Linked DNA regions of Mus musculus: regions 1, 2, 4, 5, 6 and 7 are each linked to region 3. A link is a contact called in public HiCAR-type, HiChIP or PLAC-seq and promoter capture Hi-C data. All regions are on one chromosome and are shown on one strand. The core of a region is the stretch at or near the end of the contact, and the rest is flanking DNA. Distances in the headings are between cores, read along the strand shown. Region 1 has its middle 17 kb from the start of Gm25216. Region 2 holds the start of Pyroxd2 (pyridine nucleotide-disulphide oxidoreductase domain 2). Region 3 holds the start of Cnnm1 (cyclin M1). Region 4 holds the start of Hps1 (HPS1, biogenesis of lysosomal organelles complex 3 subunit 1). Region 5 holds the start of R3hcc1l (R3H domain and coiled-coil containing 1 like). Region 6 holds the start of Loxl4 (lysyl oxidase-like 4). Region 7 has its middle 40 kb from the start of Gm25216.

Region 1 (3,161 bases), core at 618-3,117, 720 kb before region 3:
GTGGTTAGGGAAACATTTCGTTGACACCTGGTTAGGATCCATCACCTGCGTGACACTGGTCACTGCATCCCACCTTGCAAGCTGCTCCTGCCCCACACTGGTCATCATGAGATGTTCACTTTCTTATCCTGAGAGTGTTCTCCGAGGATGGCAAAGGTTTCTTCAGTTTGGCTTGCAACAGAATGCAATTCAGACCTTAAATTCACAAGACAAAAATGGAATGATTTGGACAAAGGTGCCCAGGACATGTGAGTTAGAAGAGAGGCGAAGCATCACTAAGCCCAGGCATGCAGACAGGTCTCCGTGTTAGGCACCAGGGGCAAGTGATACTGGGCTCTTTGCCAGAAGGAATTCAGAGATCATTTGCTGATGTTGGCCACAAGCAGGGGGTGAGGCATTTGTGGCAAATGCCACACATTTGTCCTTACAGAAAGTCAGGGATGCCTAATGGGTCAGGAGTGGGAAAGACTGAAGGTCAGGGATGGGAAGGACTCAAGGTCAGGAGTGGGAAGGACTCAAAGGTTGGGTGTGGGAAGAACTCAGGGTCAGGAGTGGGAAGGACTCAAGGTCAGGGGTGGGAAAGACTCAGGGTCAGGAGTGGGAAGGACTCAGGGTCAGGAGTGGGAAGGACTCAGGGTCAGGAGTGGGAAAGACTGAAGGTCAGGGATGGGAAGGACTCAAGGTCAGGAGTGGGAAGGACTCAAAGGTTGGGTGTGGGAAGGACTCAGGGTCAGGAGTGGGAAGGACTCAAAGGTTGGGTGTGGGAAGGACTCAGGGTCAGGAGTGGGAAGGACTCAGGGTCAGGAGTGGGAAGGACTCAAAGGTTGGGTGTGGGAAGGACTCAGGGTCAGGAGTGGGAAGGACTCGGGGTCAGGAGTGGGAAGGACTCAGGGTCAGGAGTGGGAAGGACTCAGGGTCAGGAGTGGGAAGGACTCAAAGGTTGGGTATGGGAAGGACTCAGGGTCAGGAGTGGGAAGGACTCAGGGTCAGGAGTGGGAAGGACTCAAAGGTTGGGTGTGGGAAGGATTCAGGGTCAGGAGTGGGAAGGACTCAGGGTCAGGAGTGGGAAGGACTCAAAGGTTGGGTCTGGGAAGGACTCAGGGTCAGGAGTGGGAAGGACTCAAGTTGAAACTGGCACTGAATTTTCAGGAAATGGAAACCCGGCAGCAGACGGTGTCAATATCAACTGACCTGCAGCAGACGGTGTCAATATCAACTGACATTCAGAAACACTTGCAAAATGACGAGGTTGGGAACAGACTGAGAAGCAAGAGTGCCTGGCCATAAGATGACCAACTCTGGGCAAAGCAGGTCTGTGTCCAAACAATGGTCAAATGACCCTACTGTGACTCCAGCTGATTTCCCGTCCTGTGAGCATCGCCAGGAGTGATGGGTATCGGTAAAACCTCTCCCAATTCAGCACTAAAGATGTTACTGTTTCATGAGGACAAATCAAATTGGTTCTGTGGACACAAAAACTAATTTAAAGAAGAGCTGTAATTTAAAGAGCAGAAGTGAGAGCATCAGGGTAACATATAAATACATATTTATGTGTATACTGTGGGTAGTTATGAAATAAATTACTGCTAATTAATCAAAATAACCCAGATGGCCTAAAAAGGCATTATATAACTTGTAAATTGCCCAGACCTCTGAACATTGATGCTAAAAGCAAAACATAAAATTTCTAATGTGACGATTTCAAATTAAAATTTCTAATTGCAGAGGCTGTTTAAGTGAGAGAAGGTTCCATGACTGACAGACTGTTGTACTCCTGCTAAAAGTCACAGTTGTTGTGACTGGAAGGCTATAGAACAGCGTGGGGGTTACTTGTTTTGAAGGCAGGAACACTACGGTTATGTAAGCCCAGGATGATCAAGGCTAGCCGGCACGGCACCATGTTTCGCTGGGAAGAGCTTCCTCTGTACCTCCCAAGAGGAAGGATGCTGAATGCTTGCGGGCTAAGGCACTCTCTCTGAGCATCTATTAAGCACCATCTTATTAATAACATTTGTGCTCAAGAGCTGTAACCAGGGACAGTGTTTTTGTTAGTTTTTATTCTATCATTTACTTTTGTTTATCGTGGCAATAATAGTGGAAGAGATACAGAAACATAAAGGAGAAGACATTCGCAATTTTGCCTTGGATAGATAACATTTTGGTGTTTTCTTTTCAGACATTTTCTTATTCAGACAGACATGTCAGCACATTTTAAAAATAAAACAGGGAACATACGCTATTGCTGGCAGATGTTGATGAGCATGGCTTTGCATGGGCCAGCACCATCCCGCCCCATCAAGGCTGCCTTCTCTTTTGTCCGGCAGTCCAAAATGCTGTTATCCTGCAGAGTGGGGTCCTCTGCCGGTTCTGTCAAAAGGCATTGGAGGGAGAAGCAAGGTGATTTGTAACCTGCTCAGTTCCTGCAGCCACCCCCGATCCTTTGCCACCACTCGCTTTTGTCCTAGAACAAGGGAAGGGCAGGATGGCTCATTGAACCCCCTGGTCTGGCCAAATGGTGTGTGGAAAGGCAAAAGCCAAATGGCCATACCTGAGGCATTTAAGCCGGATCATGCCCCCCAATCTCACAGCAAGAGGAGTGACAGCCAGGATATCCACACCTGATGCCCAGCGCAGATATGGAGAGCTGGGAGCTCTCCCAGAGGCGAGGGGTGGGAAGGACTCGGTACCAAGGCTGTCTGATCCTGAATCCCAAGGCTAAGGGGATGTGGCAACTACAGCTTTGTAAAAGTCATTCCCTGGGCCTCAGTTTTCTAATTTGTTAGTCAAGTTAAAGCACTGACTTTCAAAGCACTGGGCCTTGTCACTCTTGCTGGGTAGAGTCACTCTGATGACATTAGCTGAACTCAGAACACAAGTCTTTCCCATGGTTTCTGCTGCGGTGGATCAGACACTCCTTCCTCCCTCCCTCCCTCCCTCCCTCCCCCTTCCCTCTGCAGACTCTCTTTGTACACAATTAAAGGTTACTTGCCAGTAATTCACAGCAATCTGGTATTCATAAACTAACATTAGTGTTCCTAGAGCTTCCCAAGGACTGCTGTGTGCTATGCTGTGCTGTGCTTTGCAGAGGAGGGGCGGCTCCTGCCTTTACTTGGTGCTCGGCTGTTGTTTTTGAGCTGCTGTGGTTTCGGTTGCTGTTAGTC
Region 2 (3,083 bases), core at 144-2,643, 690 kb before region 3:
GGAGTGTTGAGTGGATGTTTTCAATGGGAAAAGAAAAAAAAAACCAACTTGGTATTTAAATCAAGAGTTGCATATATTTGATTTGTAAAAACTGTGTGAGACATATCTTTATTTTAGTATCGATAATAAAAAAAACCAAGTCTGTGTATAATAAACACTCACTCATGCGTGCACAAATTGGAGAGGGTGGTTCTCAGTAGACACAAGAAGAAGCCAAACCAGGCCAGCATTTATTTAAAGCTGTGTGATGCGTCTCACAAAAAAATGTGAACCTGCTATCATCTATGTAAAAGCCCAGCTGGGAATAAAAGCCTTCAGGTCCCAAAAGTGTGACCCGGAAGGCCCTGGTGTGGAGTGCAGCCTGGCCCTAGGCTATGCCTTAACCTAGTACTTGAGGCTGAGAGTCAGCAAGATGTTGCAGGACCACCACTGTAGCAGGTATCTATGTCTGAGGGAAGCCATGGGAGATGACACCCTTTGTGGATGCATTAGGGTGTCTGGGAACCCCTCAACCACCTTTTCTCTTTATGAAACAACTCTGGCTTCCTTTTCCAATGGATGATCGCAGAAGTGAGATTGGCTCTCATTTGTCTACAGTCCGGAGGTCTTTGCTTCCTGCATAAGGTCCCGGGAGGAACTCACTCATTTTGCGGGAGATACAGGGAAACTCCTGCGTTTATTTAGTCACTCATTATCATTCTAGAGAGAAAGGTTTAAACCCAGAAGGCAAGAGCCGTTCTAGTCCACACAGCACACCAGGGTGGAATTAGAACCCAGGGATCCTGATTCCCAGGCCAGGGAGGACTTCCATCCCAGGTCCTGCTCACTGGAACTCCCGGCCAGGTCGTGCCCATAGGAGAGGCAGCAGCAAGGCTCCTTGGAGGCCCCTCCAAGGCCGGTGGGCAGAACGCTGCCTTCCTTCCCTGAGCTCTGGCTCTGCCCTCTTTGGTTTTACCTGCTCCTATCACCACGGCATCGTACTCGGGCTTCAGGCGCCCGTTGGCTCCCGACTGAGCTCGTTTCCAAGTAGGGCAGGGAGAGGAGTGCAAGGCCCTGATGAGACCTCGGCCGCCGGCAGCCATTTCTGCCCCCAGCAATTTGCTTGCACAGTCAGCTTTCCAGAGGCCCAGGCAAGGGGAGGGGCTGGGAGTTACAGTTCAGTGTCAGCCTTGGCCTTGGGCCACCGTTTCCCAGGGTCCGAGCTTCTGCGGCTCTGAGTTTGCGCAAGCCAGCCTAGAGGAGGGGGCATGTAGGCTAAGAACTGGCAGAGTCTGAGTAGCTTCGAGGAGTCAAGCGAGTAGGTGGCAGAGTCTGAGTAGCCTCCAGGAGTCAAGCGAGTAGGGACCAAAGAGAGAACAATTTAACTAGGTTCTCCCAGGCCCGGTAGTGGGCTAAGGGAGAAGAGGAGCCAACGCAGAGGCCCCGCCTTCCTCTTGCCTCCCTTTTCTGTACCGGCAGAAGCCTGGGGGCGGGGCCGAGATCCTAAGCTGTGGGATGGGCGCTGTCAACTCAGACTTTACTCCTGCTTGTCTGGTAGTCAGGGACCTTGCAAGGTGACCACTGCTCCTTGTTGCGGGATCCTCCCCAGTCATCTTTCAGTGCCTTTGGACGACAGAAAAGGCCACCCACGTCTCCAAGAGCTGTGTGTGTGTTCTCTCACGCACACTCCAGTGAGGCTAGTCTTGCTGGGAGGAAGGATATGGACAGTTTGGGCACCTTTCCAGTTTTCCAAAGTTTCTCAAAGATTTGGGCTCACACCTGTAGATTACCTCAACTAGTATGAGTCCATACATACAATCCCTGTGCCCTATCTTGAACAGAGAGGACCGGTCCACTCCTCAGGAGTCACTCCTCTACAGGAGAAAGGCATTGGAAGTGGCGAGCTGCAATCATGAAACGGGCAGCCTTGTGTGGCAGTTTGGACAAGAGAAAGACAGATGGGGGCGGAGCCGTAGCTAGGTCATAACTTTGGCCAGCTTCCAAGATGGCTGGCTTCCTCCTTACCCTCCTGACCTGGGACAAAAGCCTGACGAGGTTTTTCTTGGCTAGTAGCGCTGTTTTTTTAAAAACTGGGTATGCTGCAGCAGAGGGGTGCTTTAGCAGGCCCATGCTGAGGCGTTCCTCTGAGGTGTCAGCCATAGGACAGGCCTAGTATAGAAGGAAGTTTATCTGAGACCCGGGAAGGGGGTGTGGGGAAAGGAGTAGAGGAAGAGAAAGAAAGGGGACAGAGAAGGACAGAAAGAGAGAGGAGCAAGAAGGGCAGTGGCCAGCAAGAACACGTGGAGAGGAAAAAGATGGGGTGGGGAGGGGAGGGGAGGAGAGATAGAGGGAGGGAGAGAACAAGGGGAGGGGGATGAGAACGGGGAGGGGGAGAGGGAAAGAGAAAAGAGGAAGAGGAGGAGGAGGAGGAAGGGAGGGGGAGGGAGGGAAGGAGGGAGGGAGGAGGCAGAGAAGCAGAAGCAGCAGCCCAAACAGTCCTTATGTGCCTGGCTCCTGGCTCACACCTAGCCCTTGCTAGGTAACTGTTAGGAGAAGCCTACAGGAAATGCTAACAAGTAGACTTGCCTGCCCAGGGACCAGATGACAAGTTCAAGGCCAGCCCAGGCCTTGCTTACCCCACTCTTAAAAGCCCTGGCCCTTTGGGTTCCAGGGCACCTCCTTTGCTGTGCAGACGGCCTTTTCTCTGTGTGTACCCTGCTGGGGTGTATTTCTTCACCCCTAATAAAAGCCTCTCCAGTGTTTCTGTCTGCTGCTGGTTGCTATGTTTGAGAATTTATTTCTCTGGCTCTCAAGATTTTTTTCCTTCCCTTTGAAGTCTTTAACTGCCAGAGAAAATGAACTGGATCAAGACCCCCTAGACGGTAATAGGAACCTGTGTCAGAAATGATTCAAACCCAGAAGGCATGGCAAAGATGGCTGAGTAAGAGGGCCTCTGAGAATCCCTCGACCCTCAGCATGGGCAGCACTCCGCACACGAGGAAGGTTTACACTGTCCAAGAATCTCTCCTAAAACCCCGAGTCCAAAGCCTCTACCTCCACACTCATGCAATCAATTAGAAATCGATGTATTTAATAAACAGCTG
Region 3 (2,713 bases), core at 182-2,681:
GATTCTCTGGGAAAGGAAACTACAGAGGAAAAGGCCAAGGATGGAACCACCCACTCCAAGTGCAGGTGTGATGTGGGGGGCGGGGGTTGGGGTGGGAGGGGTGGGGGGGGTGGAATCCAGGGCCTACTGTGTGCTAGGCAAGCAAGCTACATCCCCAGGTCAGAATGGAACTACTTTTTACTAGGATGGGTACATGAACACGCATCCATCGACGTGTGTAATAGCATTGCAGAGGGTCGTGGTGCACATGCGTAATCCTGGAATCATTCTTGGCAATCGAGTGAGCTTGGCCTGTGTGACATGAGACCCAGTCTCAAAACGCAATGGAACATACATAGCAATATAACAAAAAAAAAGTGATTTTTGCTACATACACTTAAGAATCGAGTCATAAAAATAAAGCAACACTAGCAGATGGTGGATAGAAATAACGTGAGCAGTTCAGTGGGGGAAAGGCTCCCAGATCTTCCTGGGGAACAGTCGGGTGTGTATTTTTACTACAGTGATGGTGGTTACACAAATTTAGATATGACAAAATGATAGGAGTTTTACCCCAATGTCGGTTTCCTGCTTTTGATGTAAACCGTAGAAGGAACTGAGTGAAAAGCAGAGTTGTTTCTGTGTATTCTTTTAACAACTTCTTGTTAATCTGTGCATTGAGACTAATCCTGTTATTGTATTTATTGAGCATCCTCCCATTGGCATACACGAGCATGTGCATAAACTTTATCCGTGAATACTTTTAACAAAACGGCGGTATATTGCATCATGGTCCTGAACCTTACTATTTTTTTTCTTTGGTGACTTTTCCAAATTATATAGACATTGGGTATTGTACAGTCTTTTCCTGGATGCATAATACTCTGTTCCAAATTGGTCCCATAATGCATTTCAATTTATTGATTAACACTGGTATCTTAACAAGGAATTGCACTTAAATAATTTGGAAATTTTTACAATATGAAAGATTAGCTAGAATTTGATTGAGGCCAATTTTTTTCACGGATTTCATAGGACCAACCACCAGAATATCTTTTAATTAGAAGCAAGAACACGAAGGACAGAAGGAAAACGCTGGGAAATTTCCTGGGTCCAATGGGAAGCAGTGAGCCTGCAGTTTGGAATTACTGCCGGGAATTCGCCATAAGGGCAGGGAGTGGAATGGGGGAAGGTTGAAGAGGAGGAACTACAGATGTAGGAGGCCATGCTCCAAACCCAGCCTTCCCAGGGCTCAGATATACTTAAGTGTATCCAGGCTAGGCACTGTGACGGTGCGTGGCCACCAGGCGGGTTCCTACCACTCCCACCATCACCTCCCCCACCCCCGCCTCCAGCCCACGCGCGCAAGGGGAGCACACGTGGTGACCTGCCTGGGGCTGGATTCCGGGCTCCAGCTCCTCCTCCCTCCCTCCAGCTCGCGCTCGGCTTGCTGCAGTATCACGTGCAACCGCGCCGGGTGCAGGATGGCGGCGGCGGCCGCGGCGGCAGCAGCGCTGGGTGTCAGGCTCCGGGACTGCTGCAGCCGGGGCGCCGTACTCCTGCTCTTCTTCTCCCTGTCCCCTCGGCCCCCGGCCGCCGCTGCCTGGTTACTGGGTCTGCGACCCGAAGACACTGCCGGAGGCCGCGTGTCTCTGGAGGGGGGCACCCTGCGGGCGGCCGAAGGCACCAGCTTCCTCCTGCGGGTCTACTTCCAGCCTGGCCCGCCGGTCCCCGCCGCGCCCGTGCCCGCACCCTCCCTGGCCCCGGGGGAAAACGGCACGGGCGATTGGGCCCCGCGGCTCGTGTTCATCGAGGAGCCCCCGGGCGCGGGCGGCGCGGCGCCCAGCGCGGTCCCCACGCGTCCCCCGGGACCTCAGCGCTGCCGCGAGCAGAGCGACTGGGCGTCGGACGTGGAGGTCCTGGGGCCCCTGCGCCCCGGGGGCGTGGCGGGCTCGGCCCTGGTCCAGGTGCGGGTGCGGGAGCTGCGGAAGGGCGAGGCGGAGCGCGGCGGCGCGGGCGGCGGCGGGAAGCTCTTTTCGCTGTGCGCCTGGGACGGGCGCGCTTGGCACCACCACGGCGCCGCCGGCGGCTTCCTGCTGCGCGTCCGCCCGCGCCTCTACGGCCCGGGTGGGGACCTGCTGCCGCCCGCGTGGCTGCGAGCGCTCGGGGCGCTCCTGCTGCTGGCCCTGTCCGCCCTGTTCAGCGGCCTGCGCCTGAGCCTGCTCTCGCTGGACCCGGTGGAGTTACGGGTGCTGCGGAACAGTGGCTCGGCCGCCGAGCAGGAGCAGGCGCGCCGCGTGCAGGCCGTGCGCGGCAGGGGGACCCATCTGCTCTGCACCCTGCTCCTGGGCCAAGCCGGCGCCAATGCCGCGCTGGCCGGCTGGCTGTACGCCTCGCTGCCGCCGGGCGTCGGGGACCCCGGGGAGGACTCCGGCGAGGCGGGGGTTCACTTCCCGTGGCTGCCGGCGCTGGTGTGCACCGGCGCCGTGTTCCTGGGAGCCGAGATCTGTCCGTACTCGGTGTGCTCGCGCCACGGGTTGGCCATCGCCTCGCACAGTGTGTGCCTGACCCGGCTCCTCATGGCGGCTGCCTTCCCGGTGTGCTACCCTCTGGGCCGCCTCCTGGACTGGGCTCTGCGCCAGGAGATCAGCACCTTCTACACGAGGGAAAAGCTGCTGGAGACGCTGCGGGCCGCCGACCCTTACAGCGACCTGGTGAAGGAAGAGCTCAACAT
Region 4 (2,873 bases), core at 336-2,835, 660 kb before region 3:
GTAGTGACATGGGGGGTGGGGGCAGGGCTGGAGAGGGGGAGGGGGAAGAAATGTACAAAGAGGTGCATGTGGCAGTTCAGTTCGCTCCTCTCATTCTGCTCTTCAAGTGGGTGCTGCCCACCTCTCCACCCTCCATCCTCCAGGAGAGGAGCATGGTTTACCTTGGCAAAGCACACAGCAGGGCTTCTGAGGAGCTAGATACTCTGACCAGGTCAGCAGACAACAGCAGCACAGCATCCTTGGGCCTGCAAATGCTTAAGGCAGAAAAGGCATGAAGGCATTCAGAGGGTCTGGTTTCCACTGCCGCCTGTTCCTGAGAGTGGACAACCTGGACACGGGCTGAGAAGTCACAGGTTCCCCCATTTTAAGGACCACAAGCTAGAAGGTGTCCTTTATGTGGAGCAAGCGTTGATGACACATTAGCTCCTACCTCCTCTGCAACTGGACAGTTTATATTTGGGTCACTCATTCACACACAGGTGGGGTCAGCAATCCCACCCTGAGCAGCCCCAGGGAGCGGTGAGCAGGGATGGGTTACTACACAACCCATCGCAAGCTGGCAGGAGGTCCCAGTGAAAAGCTGCATTCGGGTTTGGTTCTGGTTGGGCTTTCCTAAGGTCCCATTCAACTCAGAGATTCAAACTCCTCTTGGGAGGCCAGGGAACAGAGCGCTGTTGCACCTTCCTACCGGGTTACGGGGTTCCTACCAGCCAGGTCGCAACCTCAGCCCAGTAGGCTCATCTTAAGGACAAGAACGGTGGGTAGGTGTTATTCTTATTTCCCGGCTTCAAATAACAAGAGAAATAAGCTGCCTCTGGAATCCTCCCATTTTGATAACAGGCAAGAAGAATCTAAGGCGGAGGAGGAAGGTTTGATCCTGGGGATTTTGAAAGCAATGAAACTCTGAGCCTGGCTGCACCATTCTCGGGCTTGCCTTGATGGTAACTTCCGGTAAGCACCCGCATACTTTTCGGTGGGTATCTGGTTTTACGGTTGCGGCTAACCTCATTTTCTGATCTTTGTTCTCTTTATATTTTGCTCTAAAAGGAGGAAACTTTGAAGAGAAGGGCGATTCTGAGAAAAATCCCCTGCACCCACTTTTACCACCCGGGTCACAGTTCTCTCATTGTCCCTAGCAAACTGTCCCCGTGGCCTCTGTCCCGCCTAACACAGCTCAGTTGGGGGGTGGGTGCGAGGGGTGGGGACTATAGCCTGTGATGCTCCAGCAGGAGCAGCTGGCCTAGGAGGGAGTCTCTCCCTGCGCCGCTTAGCACCGCCTCACTGCGTGGCTCCGCCCAATAGCTGCTTAGCACTCTTTCAACGACACCCAGAAATTCTGACGTACCCTCCCCCTCTCCTCCCGGGGACGAAGGCCTGGCTTGTGACGCCCGCTCCAAAAGGCATGAGACTGATGCGGGTTTCCCCGGGTGCCCGGGCCTCTCCAAACTGGGAGAGCTTGCCGGAGGTGCCCACCGAGGGGCGACCCAGGACTGCGCTTGGTCACCCACGATGCCCACGTACCGGATCCGCGGCTCGCACCGCCCAGCGTGTAGCCAGCCTGCGGCGCGCTTCCGGGTAGGACACGTGACTCAGCCACATGACCGGGGCCTGCTTTGTGGGTTCGAGCCCCGCCCCGTCAGGCATTGCTCACCCTTCAGGCTACTGTGCTTGCTGGTCACCCGCCGCTAGGGAGCCGTGCCACGTTCACCCTGGCATAAGTAGGTATCTCACTGCCTTTAGAGGCACCAGCTGAGCCGGTGACATTTCTAGAGTCTCTTTTGCTTGATTTAGCTAAAGGGATTCCCCACAGATTTACAGAAGGGGCAACTGAGAACCCCGAGGGAACCCCCTTGCTGAAGAAGGAACAAATGGAACCAGAACCCAGGTTTCCTTGCACCTTCACCTGGCCCTTCCCAGCCTTTCGTTTTCTTGCCGAATCTAGTTGTAGGTGAAAGGTACCCTTTTTGTGGGTGCTTTCCCTTACTTACCTCCAGGGGGCGGAACCCGTGTGTCTTAGTCAGGGTTTCTATTCCTGCACAAACATCATGACCAAGAAGCAGTTTGGGGAGGAAAGGGTTTATTCGGCTTACACTTCCATACTGTTGTTCATCACCAAAGGAAGTCAGGACTGGAACTCGAGCAGGTCAGGAAGCAGGAGCTGATGCAGAAGCCATGGAGGGATGTTCTTTACTGGCTTGCTCAGCCTGCTCTCTTATAGAACCCAAGACCACCAGCCCAGAGATGGTCCCACCCACAAGGGGCTTTTCCCCCTTGATCACTAATTGAGGAAATGCCTTACAGCTGGATCTCATGGAGGCATTTCCTCAACTGAAGCTCCTTTCTCTGTGATAACCCCAGCTGTGTCGAGTTGACACAAAACCAGCCAGTACACCATGCAGAAGAGCCCAGCTACCTTTGGGCTCCTTGATTTACAAAGGTTCCCAGTCTGACTGAGGGCTGCATACACATTAGGGCTTTTGTCTTGAACCTGCGAGTGATTGCATACTATCAAGATTTTTATGTGTATTTGGAGGGGCAGAAAGAGTGAAGAAGGCCAATGGAGTCCACAGAAGAGGTTGGGCGCCTACCACAGGTCCTCATTGGGTACCTTGGTGCTTCTGAGAAACTTTGTGTACGACCCAGCATGAGCACTCCGCACCCACTAGGCAGAGGCCAAGAGCCAGTGCTGCGGCCACTCTAGCTACCTAAGGTACAATTAAACAACATCGCAAACGCCTGCGCCTGCGCCTTCGCCACCACCCTGCTCAGCCAGGCTCCACAGTACAGCCACAAGCATCAGTCTCCTGGAGTCCTGAATCTGCCGACACTATCCTGACTTCGGTCGGTCATTTCCCCCTTGTTTCAAACAGTTT
Region 5 (2,703 bases), core at 73-2,572, 920 kb before region 3:
AGGCACTGGTCTGCTCATTATTTTCGGCCCCAGCACTGGCCCATTGTAAGCAATAATATACAACCATTTTGCTGAGTGGTCAGCTCACCCGAGGGGGAAACTTTTTAGGAAGGCTCACATCTAACCTATCCCATAATCAGATCTGGTAAGGGATGGGAAGGAGAGTAGTGGATTGGGAACTACTATTTTGTAAAAGCTCCAAGGTGTTCACCTTCATTCCTTCTCTCAAACTCAATCGAATGGTGTCTTTACAGGGTTTTAACACAAACACGACTTGATTAAATTTGTTATTTACACAACTCGGCCTTTGGCAGTAAGGACCCCACAGCCGTACTGAGATCAGTAAGGAGAACAGTAATCAGCTAAGAAACTAAGCAAGTGGGAATTAAGTATCTGGCAGTGGAAATAAAGAACAGACTCAAATGCTAGAGAGAGAGCCTCTACAGGGTTTGGTTAGCATTCAAATGTAGATGAAGAGGCATTGGAGATAGATGGGAAGGCAGTGAACAGAGAGGAGAGACACAGTATGAACTTTTCAAATATTTCTTTTTTTCTTGTATAGTTCCGAGATCGAATCCTGGGCACTTCACCTGTTTGCCAATCACAGGGCTATACCATTCGCGCCACCAAAGCGTTCAAGCCATTTTTTGACAAGTCTGCAAGATAGGAATGAGATAGGGTCGTCTAGAAGTTGGGAGTACGATAAGCTAAAGCAAAAAAAGGGGCCGGGCTGGACGCTCCCCTTCCTTATTCTAAGAATTGCAGAGAACAATATTCAAGAGGTGAGTTCGGGGGGGGGGGGGAGAATTACAGGAAGAGACCGAGTCGAACGGCATGGAATGAGGAAGGCAAAGCTGGATAGTGTCATAGAAAATAAATGATAATGTCCAAGAGCTTCAATGACTAATGCTTAAGTTAGACAGCCTGAAAATACTTGCAGTGGGTTTGGCGACAAGGACACTGGCTGCAACAAGGACATTTTCTGCGGGGGGCAGAAGCTGCAGTGTAGAACTCAGCACACACAAGGAAGGAAGTAGAGACGCTAAGTGCAGATTACGCTCGAAGAAACTCGCCCGTGGACGAGGAAAGAGACACGGTTATGATTGAGCAGGACGTGAGAAGATTTGAGCGCTTTCACAGCTGAGGGTTGAGATGGAGGATGGACGATACAGGAGATAGAGGAGCGTCAACGCCCTCCCGCCCTCTCCATTTGCCGGCCCCGCCCCCCACGCGACGCGACAGGGGCTCGCGAAGACTACAACTCCCAGGAGGTCCCGCGGCGTGGGCGGAGCCAAGGCCTGGCGCGCACCCCAGCGGCGAGCGGAAGAGCAGGCGCTTCATGGTGGCAGCGGAAGCGGAGAGCGACAGCGTCCCGGTAACCACGAACCCTTGAACCCGATTCTTTCTCTCCCTGAGCTGGTGCTGGTTGCCCTCGCGTCTTTCCTCCGGCTCGGGAGAGGACCCTCTTTCCTCCTGTGTGTTAACGCTGGTTTTCTTTTCCTCCGGTGACGCGCGGGGCAGGCCCCCGCCTGGGGCGGAGGTTATTGGGAAGCTTCCGCCCTTCGACCTGTTGGAGCCCCGGGGCGGGAGGGCCACCCTCCGGTCTCTTCTGTTTTCTAAGGGGCCGGAGGCCTGCCTTGGGCCTCTGCCCTAATGCTTCTTTCTGGTAGAAATCGTCTCCAGTCACCAGGTAGCGAGCGGGGTCTTAGGACCCCTCTGGGCTGCGGAGCTGTGGACCACCGAGGTGGCTTCGGGACAGCCCGGGGCCGCGGGCGATTCCCGGGCAGTGGCACTTCTGCTCCGCTGCTAGGACCCCCGGGCTATGGGCTGGCCGGGAACAGTTTGTAAAGTAGGATGTTCTTCCTGCTCTTCTCGGGCGGTCCTCAGAAAACTTCCAACCCACTTTATCGAAAGTTGTCTTACAAACTTTTTTTTCGTCGCATCTGAGTTGTGAGGGAAAGAGTACGGGGTTTATAGAGTCTGAATCCTGAGAGGATGATGGGTTGGCCACTTGATGGACCTGTGGTCTTTTGTAGTCCTATTACCACCACCTTGGTTTCTCTGTCTGGAAAAAAAAAGAGGGGGTGCAGGGTCTTTTGTACTATGCTTTTCAGTGTTATGATCTATGTGTGAGACGTTTGTGCTAGAAAACATTTAAAATAAAGTTCCTGTACCCTCTCTTGTGTGGTCCAGGTCAGTTGGATTTTAAAATCAACGGTCATGTCTTTATGAAGACCGGAGTTAATGGTGTCTTTAGAAACTGCGATGAAACCTACAAGTGTTAAAGCAAGGTTTCAAGCGGAGAGGTGACATTAGGGCTTGACCACCTGTGGAATCGGTGTCAAACTTCGAGGCCCATCAGCATGCGACACACAGCCAGCTGCCCCTGTTGCTCGGTTTCCGCTCTTGGAAGCACTACACATGACAAGCATCCCCTAAGACTTAGAGCTCCCGAAGCTTGGTGCTGAACCACCAGTGTCTAGGGTTTGTGGGTTGCAGGCACTACTTACTCATGTAATAATAGCTGCCTGAGCTATTTAGCGCAGGGTTGAGGTGTCTGTAGTTCATTGGTAAGATTGCATAAGGCTCTGAATTCTCTCCCTAGTAGTAACCACAACAACAATAACAAGCAACAGCAGCCTTTAATCCCAGTACCAGAGTCGGAGGCTGGCTGGTCTCGGAGATTTTGGTAGCCTAGTCTGG
Region 6 (2,866 bases), core at 79-2,578, 830 kb before region 3:
GGCCCTGGAGAGCCTCCATACTTCCTGCCCACTCCAGGTTCCCAGAACTGTTACTCACACCAAGCTCGTCTCCTCATTGTCATTCCCAAGACAGAGCCTTCATCTCCCAGGGCCCATTGTTAAACTCCTACACACATGTCAACACCCAGCTCAAATGCTGCTCCCTCCAGAAAGGCCTCCCAGTATCCTACCTTCCTATTTGTTCCCACTGGACTGAGTACAGGAGGACTGGGCTGAGAACTGGGTCTTGGAGAAAGAAGGTGCCCTTTCTCTTCCCCAGGGAGAAGGGAATGGGTGAGGGGGCCACAGGATAAGAATGCCTCTAGGACCCTGTTTGAATAGGCCTCTCCATTTCACAGATGGAAAGGTCGGGGCCCCAGGAAATGAAATAGCTGGACTGGCCAGAATTCAAACAGGCCACCTGGCTACAGTCTGGGCTCTCATTGATTGATCGATGTTGGATGAGGGAGAGAGAGGGAGGGTGAATGGAACTCTACCTTGTCACTGGCTATATGACTCAGGCTGAAGTGCAAGGGCACTGGAGTGAAGTCTGAAGACACAGGCACCTGCCCTGGCCAGGAGGGAAGGCTGCGAGAGGATGATTGCCCAGGATTCCTAGAGGTTTGGGGGGGGGGGGCGGCTATCCTGAGAGGCTAGCTGTGGGTCACTCCTAGTCCTTTTTCTGTGACTCTCTGGGCCTTGGTCTAGGCCCTGTACCCTTATGGCATCGTTCCTGTGGTTAGAGCAGAGCCTACAAATAGGCTCCCACCTATATAGGGCTGGGGAAGGTGGGGTTTGAAGCCCTCTGCCTCCAAACCCTCTTTCACATCATCTCCAGCAGTCAGCTCTATGTAGAGGGGAGCCCAGCTCTGCTCCAGCTCTTAGTGCCCCGAGTCACAGGAGAGACATCTAGTTCTATTTTACTCCGTCCCCAGCATTCTTTCAGGGTGAGAAATGGTTACACACAGTGTGTTCACACACAGTGTATTCACAAACCTAACACCCAGACTCCTGCTTGCCAGAGCTCTCTCCACTCATGTAGCCTTGAACCAACTCCCCTAACATGATGGGCACTTGTCCAGTGGGGAAGCAGGTTGTGACCCACCCACTGGGCTGACTTATCCATGGGATCCCCCCATTCCTCTGAGCTTCTAGAGGCCTGCCCACCCGCGAGAAACAGAAGAAAGGACAAGACAGACAGCAAGAGGCAGACAGGAGATCGCAACAGGCAGGAGCTCACCGGCAGGATCTGGAGGTCGGGGCTGGGCTGGGCGCCACGGCAGAGCAGCGCTAACGGGCCTCCCGGGGCGCCCTGGGGGCTTTTTATCCGCCAGCCTCCCGCCCCAAGTCCGGGCCTTCCCCGGGGGAGGTCGCAGGCCCCGCCCCGGGCGCGCCTGTGTGCACGGGCAGCCCCGCCCGGCCGGCCACCAGCCAGGCGCGCAGCTCGGGACTGGGCCAAGTTGGGAAGTCCCAGGCGCTGCGGGGAGCGTGGGGGGTGACGGAGTCCCGGAGACGCATGGCGGGGGACAGCGTCGGGTGGCAAGGATCCGGTCTGCGAGTGCCTCTGCAGGCACGGTTTTCTCCTCTGTCTAATGGGCGATCGGAGCTGTGTCCCATTAACCTTATAGAACTGAGCGCCCCACAGTCTTAGGTCTGGATCCCGTGGGCTGCTTCTGCAGGGCAATGCAGGCGTTCTTTTGGGGTGAGGGCCCCGTTCAGTGGTTGGGTGATGCAGCTTAAGTAACAGTCTCTCTGTGACCTGGTCCCCAAGGTTTACTGAAGGCGGCTTGAGAGCAAAGCTCTGCTCATTATGAAGTTCAGTCCCAGGAGACAGGATTTGCTTCCCAGAGTCATAAACCTCGCAGCAGAGAACTTAAGACTTCCGGTACTTAGCCAGGATGTCCCTGGTCCTTGCCAGGTTCAGGGGATGAGGGCAGTGGAGGACAGAGGGGAATGAGAGGCTGTGGAACACAACAAATGAAGGAAGGCCTGCGGAGGGGAGTCCCCCAGCTGAAGAAGCAACCAGGCTCCAGGCCTCGGGCTTCCAGTCTTCAGCTCCTTCAGAACCTCACGTGTGAAATGAGCAGACTGTTTCCAGTATCCTCTCTAGTCTCAGAGCAGTGAGCGGCGCGTCCCCCACCTTGCCTCAGATTGACAGCTAACGGTTTCTTCATTCAGGACCCTCTGTTGATTTTTCTCCTATGTGCTAGAAAAAGGGCTAAAGTGCTAGACGCTGGCAGGGGGGTACCCAAGTCTGAAGAGGGAAGATGTGCAAATAAAGGTGACCTCAAGGCAGAGGTAATGAGGGCCAAGATGGCATGTGACAGCCAGGTCACCTTGACCATGTTGCCAGAGACCTGGGTCCACCCCTAGCTGCTCATGTCTAAGATGTCCCCCCAGTGGCCCTGCCCCACCCGACCTGGGCCCAAAACATTCCCTAGGATGAATCAACAGGAAAGAATGCTCCCAGCCTCAGGTCAGTGGCAGAGGCAGAAACCCGGCTCCTCCCCTAGGGACAATGAGGCAGCTGTGGACCAGGATACCAGGTATGCACGGGGCCTCCACCCTCTGCCCAGCCACCTCTAATGCAGAGCCAGGAGCAACATGGGAGGCTCCGCCTGCTGCCAGTCACCCACCAGGCCTGGCTGCCCAGAGCTAAAAATACCTTGGAACCCAATGAATGAATTGATGTTGGCCGGAAGTCCTTACCTTGCAAGACTGGCCAGAGGCAACGGTGGACAGCAGGTGAGGGTCTTCCTTGAAAAGTGAGGGTATTAGGCCTAAGCTTAATTCCAGTGGGATTTCCCCTTGTTCTTAAGTGCTAATTTGTGAGGGTCAAAGGGAGAACTCAGTTCATCTTCACTGC
Region 7 (3,066 bases), core at 137-2,636, 780 kb before region 3:
AGCGTAACAATGTATCAAGGAAAGGGATTGATGCTGAGGAAGCCCCTACTGTGTGTCTAACAAGCCCCTACTGTGTGTCTAACACGCTCCCTCCTTAAATCCTCCATGTGAGCCTAGCAGATAACAGAATCCAGGATCCAGAGGAGGCACAGAGTCTGGGATGTGTCCAGGGCCACACATCCAGGAAGGAGAACCAAGGTCTTGGGCTGAGTGTGACTGGTGGCTTTTCTCTGACCTGTTAGTATGAAGATCACAGGGAACATTTCTCAGGAGCCAGCAACACGGCTCAGCATGGGTGCTTTCTGTGCAAGGCTGGCTGGCTACCTTGGATCCCTGCAACCCAGATAAAGGTAATAGGAGAAAAGGCAGACTCTCCCAGCTGCCCCGAGGCCTCCACATGTGTGCTATGGGAGTGCATCCCTGTGCCCACGTCAATAATAAATGAAACAAAGCAAAACAAAAATGAAGCCAGTGACAGCTTGGGCTGGAATTTAAGCCACAATTAATTGAGCCAAAGGTAGAAACTGTCCCTAGACATGAGGGACCCTTGGGGACATTAAAATGTGCTTCTTGAATGTCAAGGATAAAGTTCTTCTAAGCTGCCGACAAATATCCATGAAAGGAATTTTAGCATTAAATAAAGTTCGACGAGTTTTTATCGATACCTTCTTAGAGCCATGTATGTGTGGGGTGGGGAAGGCCAGTAGGTAGTCCTGGCAACCTCACACTACTGAGGTAGAAGTTGTCAAGCATAACTGAGAGGCAGGGCTTCCAGAAACTTCTCTTAGAGCTCACTGACATTATTTTTAAAGGTTCTAAGAAGAATACTGGCTCAACTTTTTTCAGTCCAGACTTTTCTGAATTTTGCAATGGTCCCTCCTCTACTGCCCTCTTGCCCCTGGGGAATGTTTGCAAACATCTTTGGAATAGTCTAGGGGAGCCCCATCGGCCTGCAGGCAGCTCCACGGTGGGGGCCTGGGCTGTCAAAGCCGAAGGACACGCCCCTTTCTTTGTTCAACAGACCATGGGGCTCTGCTGCGAGGACTACAGAAGCTTCTCTTTGCTCTCTTGGTCAGAAAAGATGTTAGCTCCAGCTAGGATCTAGCTTAAAACGGGTGTCCTTCCAAATTGGGGGATTACTCAAACCTCTCAGCCTTTGAGCTAGAGGGATCCCTCGGGTCAGCAAACAAGTGTTCAGGCACGTGAGTGCCGCGTGGCTTTCGGAACACATGCAGGAGCGGGTTCCAGCAGGAGACTGATGCAGCCTGAATTGTAATCAGAGGAACACACTGGAAAACAACAGATTCGGGCCCTTTGCCTCTGGGCCGGCTTGGCAGCGTGGTGCACAGGACTCTGCTTGCCTCTGTGCTGAGCTCACCCTGCCAAGAGCCAGACTTTGTCCGAACATCCATGTGCGGGCTGAAGAGGGGAATCTGTTGACAGGACCCAGCTTCCAAGCCTGGACCTCGTGGCCATAGCTCTTCTCCAAAGTGACACGTAGCCAGGGCTGTTTACCCAGCAGAGTCAGTGCTTGGAGGCCACTTAGCTTGCCAGTGCTGTGGTAAGACGGAAATGCCTACATGGGCGTGGTGACATTTGTTTCTAGGTTGGAAAATAGCCTGGCAGTGTTCTTTGATGTCCCATGGTCCTGGACTGGCTTCAGGCCTGTCACCAGGCTTTCTGAGCCACCAGCTCTTCTGTGAGACATGCCCCCCCCCCCCCTGAGCTTAGCCTTCAGATTGGGTCATCAAGAATCTGTGGGAATCTCTGCATACCTTACCAAGTAGTCACTGTTTCTAGTCTGTCCTGAGTCACATGCATTTAAATGTCCCAGTAACGCCATGAGGGGGGAGTCCAAGGGTGCTCCTCATGTTATGTTGGGAAACTGAGCCCCAGAGAGGTGGAACTGGCTTCCAGGATTTCTGGGGTGGAGCTGGCATCTCTGCTTAGGTCTGATCTACAGAGGCCCGGCCCCAGTCACTTCATCTCTGCTTCAGAAATGGCCTCCCTCCGAGGGCCTGTTGGCGCGCTAGGGTCTCCCAGTTTCTCCTTAGGATCTTTTCTGCCAGGTGCTCCAGAGAAAGATGTGGGGAGGAGAAGTGGCCTTCTCTCTCTGGCTTGGAGGCCGCTGTCCCCTCGCTTGGGGTATCATAGAGTAGGGGCACAGAGGCTTGGAAAGGACAATTATCGAACTCACTTTGTCCTCCCAGAAGCTATGAGGGGAACAACCAAATATCTCATTTCATAGTTAGGAAACTGAGGTACAGAGAAGAATGTATGACGTTATATACTGACAAGCATCAGAGGTGAGGCCTAAACTCACAGTGGCTGGCTCTGGACATACCTGATGTACATTATGCTGTATTTTAGGTCTCAGAGGGCTGAAGATGGAAGATGTGGCCCTTTAATATGGTTCCTCGTGTTGTGGTGACCCCCCCCAACCATAAAATTATTTCTGTTGCTACTTCATAACTGTAATTTTACTACCGTGACGAATTGCAACGTAAATATCTATGTTTTCTGGTGGTCTTAGGTGACCCCCGTGAAACAGTCCATTGATCCTGAGGGGACTGAGACCCACAGGTTGAGAACCACCGCTGTAGAAGAAGCAATAAGCCCTCCCTACTCATACTATGGGAAGCCGAGTTCTATATCTACCTTTTCCTCTGCATCCAGGCCCAAGGGCAAGGTGTAAGAAGAGGAAATATTTAACTTTTTGTGTTACTCTGACCAAAAACCTGTCAAGAGGCAACCTAAGGGAGAAAGAAATTACTTTGGCTCACAGTTGTAAGGATACAGACCCAGTGCGGTGGGGAAGGCAGCTGGTCCCATTACACCACCCGCCAGGAAGCAGCTGACAGGAAGTGAGGGCAAGGCTATCAAAAATGTAAGGCTCACGGCAGCCCCTAATACTTCCTCTATCAAGACTCCACCTGAAGTGTTTCCACCATCTTCCAAAACAGCAGAGCTTGCAGGAAACCAGGTGTTCAAACACATGAGACTGTGGGGGAGATTCCACATTCAAACCACAAGGGGGAGTGTGCTGATGGGTGGTAGGGAAAAGGC

Evidence for each region. Promoter capture Hi-C pulls out the DNA fragments that hold promoters and counts their contacts. HiCAR-type assays count read pairs that join an accessible place to other places. HiChIP or PLAC-seq counts read pairs in DNA pulled down with a chosen protein or histone mark.
Region 1: a contact with region 3 is called in a promoter capture Hi-C map of hippocampal neurons, with 3 times the contacts expected there. The contact joins the enhancer-like site here to the promoter of Cnnm1 in region 3. A contact is called at or near these places in 6 of 39 promoter capture datasets (the C10 cell line, cranial neural crest, hippocampal neurons and 3 more), 4 of 115 datasets of contacts at active chromatin or transcription factors (embryonic forebrain, embryonic stem cells, forebrain and 1 more) and 2 of 9 other capture datasets (embryonic stem cells and macrophages).
Region 2: a HiCAR-type map of kidney shows a contact between it and region 3, with 4 times the contacts expected there. The contact joins the promoter of Pyroxd2 here to the promoter of Cnnm1 in region 3. A contact is called at or near these places in 6 of 39 promoter capture datasets (the C10 cell line, the SN4741 cell line, cranial neural crest and 3 more), 7 of 115 datasets of contacts at active chromatin or transcription factors (astrocytes, differentiating embryonic stem cells, embryonic basal ganglia and 4 more) and 3 of 9 other capture datasets (adipose tissue, embryonic stem cells and liver).
Region 4: a promoter capture Hi-C map of embryonic stem cells shows a contact between it and region 3, with 10 times the contacts expected there. The contact joins the promoter of Hps1 here to the promoter of Cnnm1 in region 3. A contact is called at or near these places in 23 of 39 promoter capture datasets (the 3T3-L1 cell line, the C10 cell line, the HPC-7 cell line and 12 more), 3 of 15 datasets of contacts at CTCF or cohesin (the NIH/3T3 cell line, embryonic stem cells and large pre-B cells), 1 of 484 Hi-C or Micro-C datasets (embryonic stem cells), 18 of 115 datasets of contacts at active chromatin or transcription factors (SST interneurons, VIP interneurons, bone marrow-derived macrophages and 12 more) and 4 of 9 other capture datasets (adipose tissue, embryonic stem cells, liver and 1 more).
Region 5: a contact with region 3 is called in a promoter capture Hi-C map of hippocampal neurons, with 9 times the contacts expected there. The contact joins the promoter of R3hcc1l here to the promoter of Cnnm1 in region 3. A contact is called at or near these places in 8 of 39 promoter capture datasets (the 3T3-L1 cell line, cranial neural crest, embryonic stem cells and 4 more), 2 of 484 Hi-C or Micro-C datasets (both in embryonic stem cells), 4 of 115 datasets of contacts at active chromatin or transcription factors (VIP interneurons, astrocytes, embryonic forebrain and 1 more) and 1 of 9 other capture datasets (embryonic stem cells).
Region 6: an H3K4me3 HiChIP or PLAC-seq map of embryonic forebrain shows a contact between it and region 3, with 7 times the contacts expected there. The contact joins the promoter of Loxl4 here to the promoter of Cnnm1 in region 3. A contact is called at or near these places in 7 of 39 promoter capture datasets (the 3T3-L1 cell line, the SN4741 cell line, cranial neural crest and 4 more), 1 of 484 Hi-C or Micro-C datasets (embryonic stem cells) and 2 of 115 datasets of contacts at active chromatin or transcription factors (embryonic forebrain and forebrain).
Region 7: a contact with region 3 is called in a promoter capture Hi-C map of liver, with 2.6 times the contacts expected there. The contact joins the enhancer-like site here to the promoter of Cnnm1 in region 3. A contact is called at or near these places in 8 of 39 promoter capture datasets (the 3T3-L1 cell line, embryonic stem cells, frontonasal cranial neural crest and 3 more), 2 of 115 datasets of contacts at active chromatin or transcription factors (embryonic hindbrain and stem cell-derived neural progenitor cells) and 2 of 9 other capture datasets (embryonic stem cells and macrophages).

Annotation. Positions count from the first base shown.
Region 1 is chr19:42,714,829-42,717,989 of GRCm38.p6, forward strand. No RefSeq gene overlaps it. Among named protein-coding and RNA genes, the nearest start is that of Gm25216, 17 kb to the left of the region's middle. Within about 2 kb of position 1,868, at least 21 of the 459 cell types and tissues checked have an H3K27ac peak or open chromatin away from gene starts, as enhancers often do. A contact at or near this core is called in hippocampal neurons, where this site is marked.
Region 2 is chr19:42,751,382-42,754,464 of GRCm38.p6, forward strand. Pyroxd2 (pyridine nucleotide-disulphide oxidoreductase domain 2) reads right to left here and starts at 1,394. Exons shown (of 16, transcript NM_029011.2): 1 at 956-1,394. The coding sequence starts at 1,082. It overlaps Gm19437 (a long non-coding RNA gene), which reads left to right. Exons shown (of 4, transcript XR_386719.3): 4 at 1-55.
Region 3 is chr19:43,438,982-43,441,694 of GRCm38.p6, forward strand. Cnnm1 (cyclin M1) reads left to right here and starts at 1,432. Exons shown (of 12, transcript NM_001373992.1): 1 at 1,432-2,713. The coding sequence starts at 1,464.
Region 4 is chr19:42,778,393-42,781,265 of GRCm38.p6, forward strand. Hps1 (HPS1, biogenesis of lysosomal organelles complex 3 subunit 1) reads right to left here and starts at 1,586. Exons shown (of 20, transcript NM_019424.3): 1 at 1,522-1,586; 2 at 162-254. It overlaps Gm16244 (a long non-coding RNA gene), which reads left to right and starts at 640. Exons shown (of 2, transcript XR_386720.3): 1 at 640-951; 2 at 1,048-2,873.
Region 5 is chr19:42,517,483-42,520,185 of GRCm38.p6, forward strand. R3hcc1l (R3H domain and coiled-coil containing 1 like) reads left to right here and starts at 1,323. Exons shown (of 7, transcript NM_177464.4): 1 at 1,323-1,375.
Region 6 is chr19:42,611,478-42,614,343 of GRCm38.p6, forward strand. Loxl4 (lysyl oxidase-like 4) reads right to left here and starts at 1,329. Exons shown (of 15, transcript NM_053083.3): 1 at 1,241-1,329.
Region 7 is chr19:42,658,570-42,661,635 of GRCm38.p6, forward strand. No RefSeq gene overlaps it. Among named protein-coding and RNA genes, the nearest start is that of Gm25216, 40 kb to the right of the region's middle. Within about 2 kb of position 1,387, at least 99 of the 459 cell types and tissues checked have an H3K27ac peak or open chromatin away from gene starts, as enhancers often do. A contact at or near this core is called in liver, where this site is marked.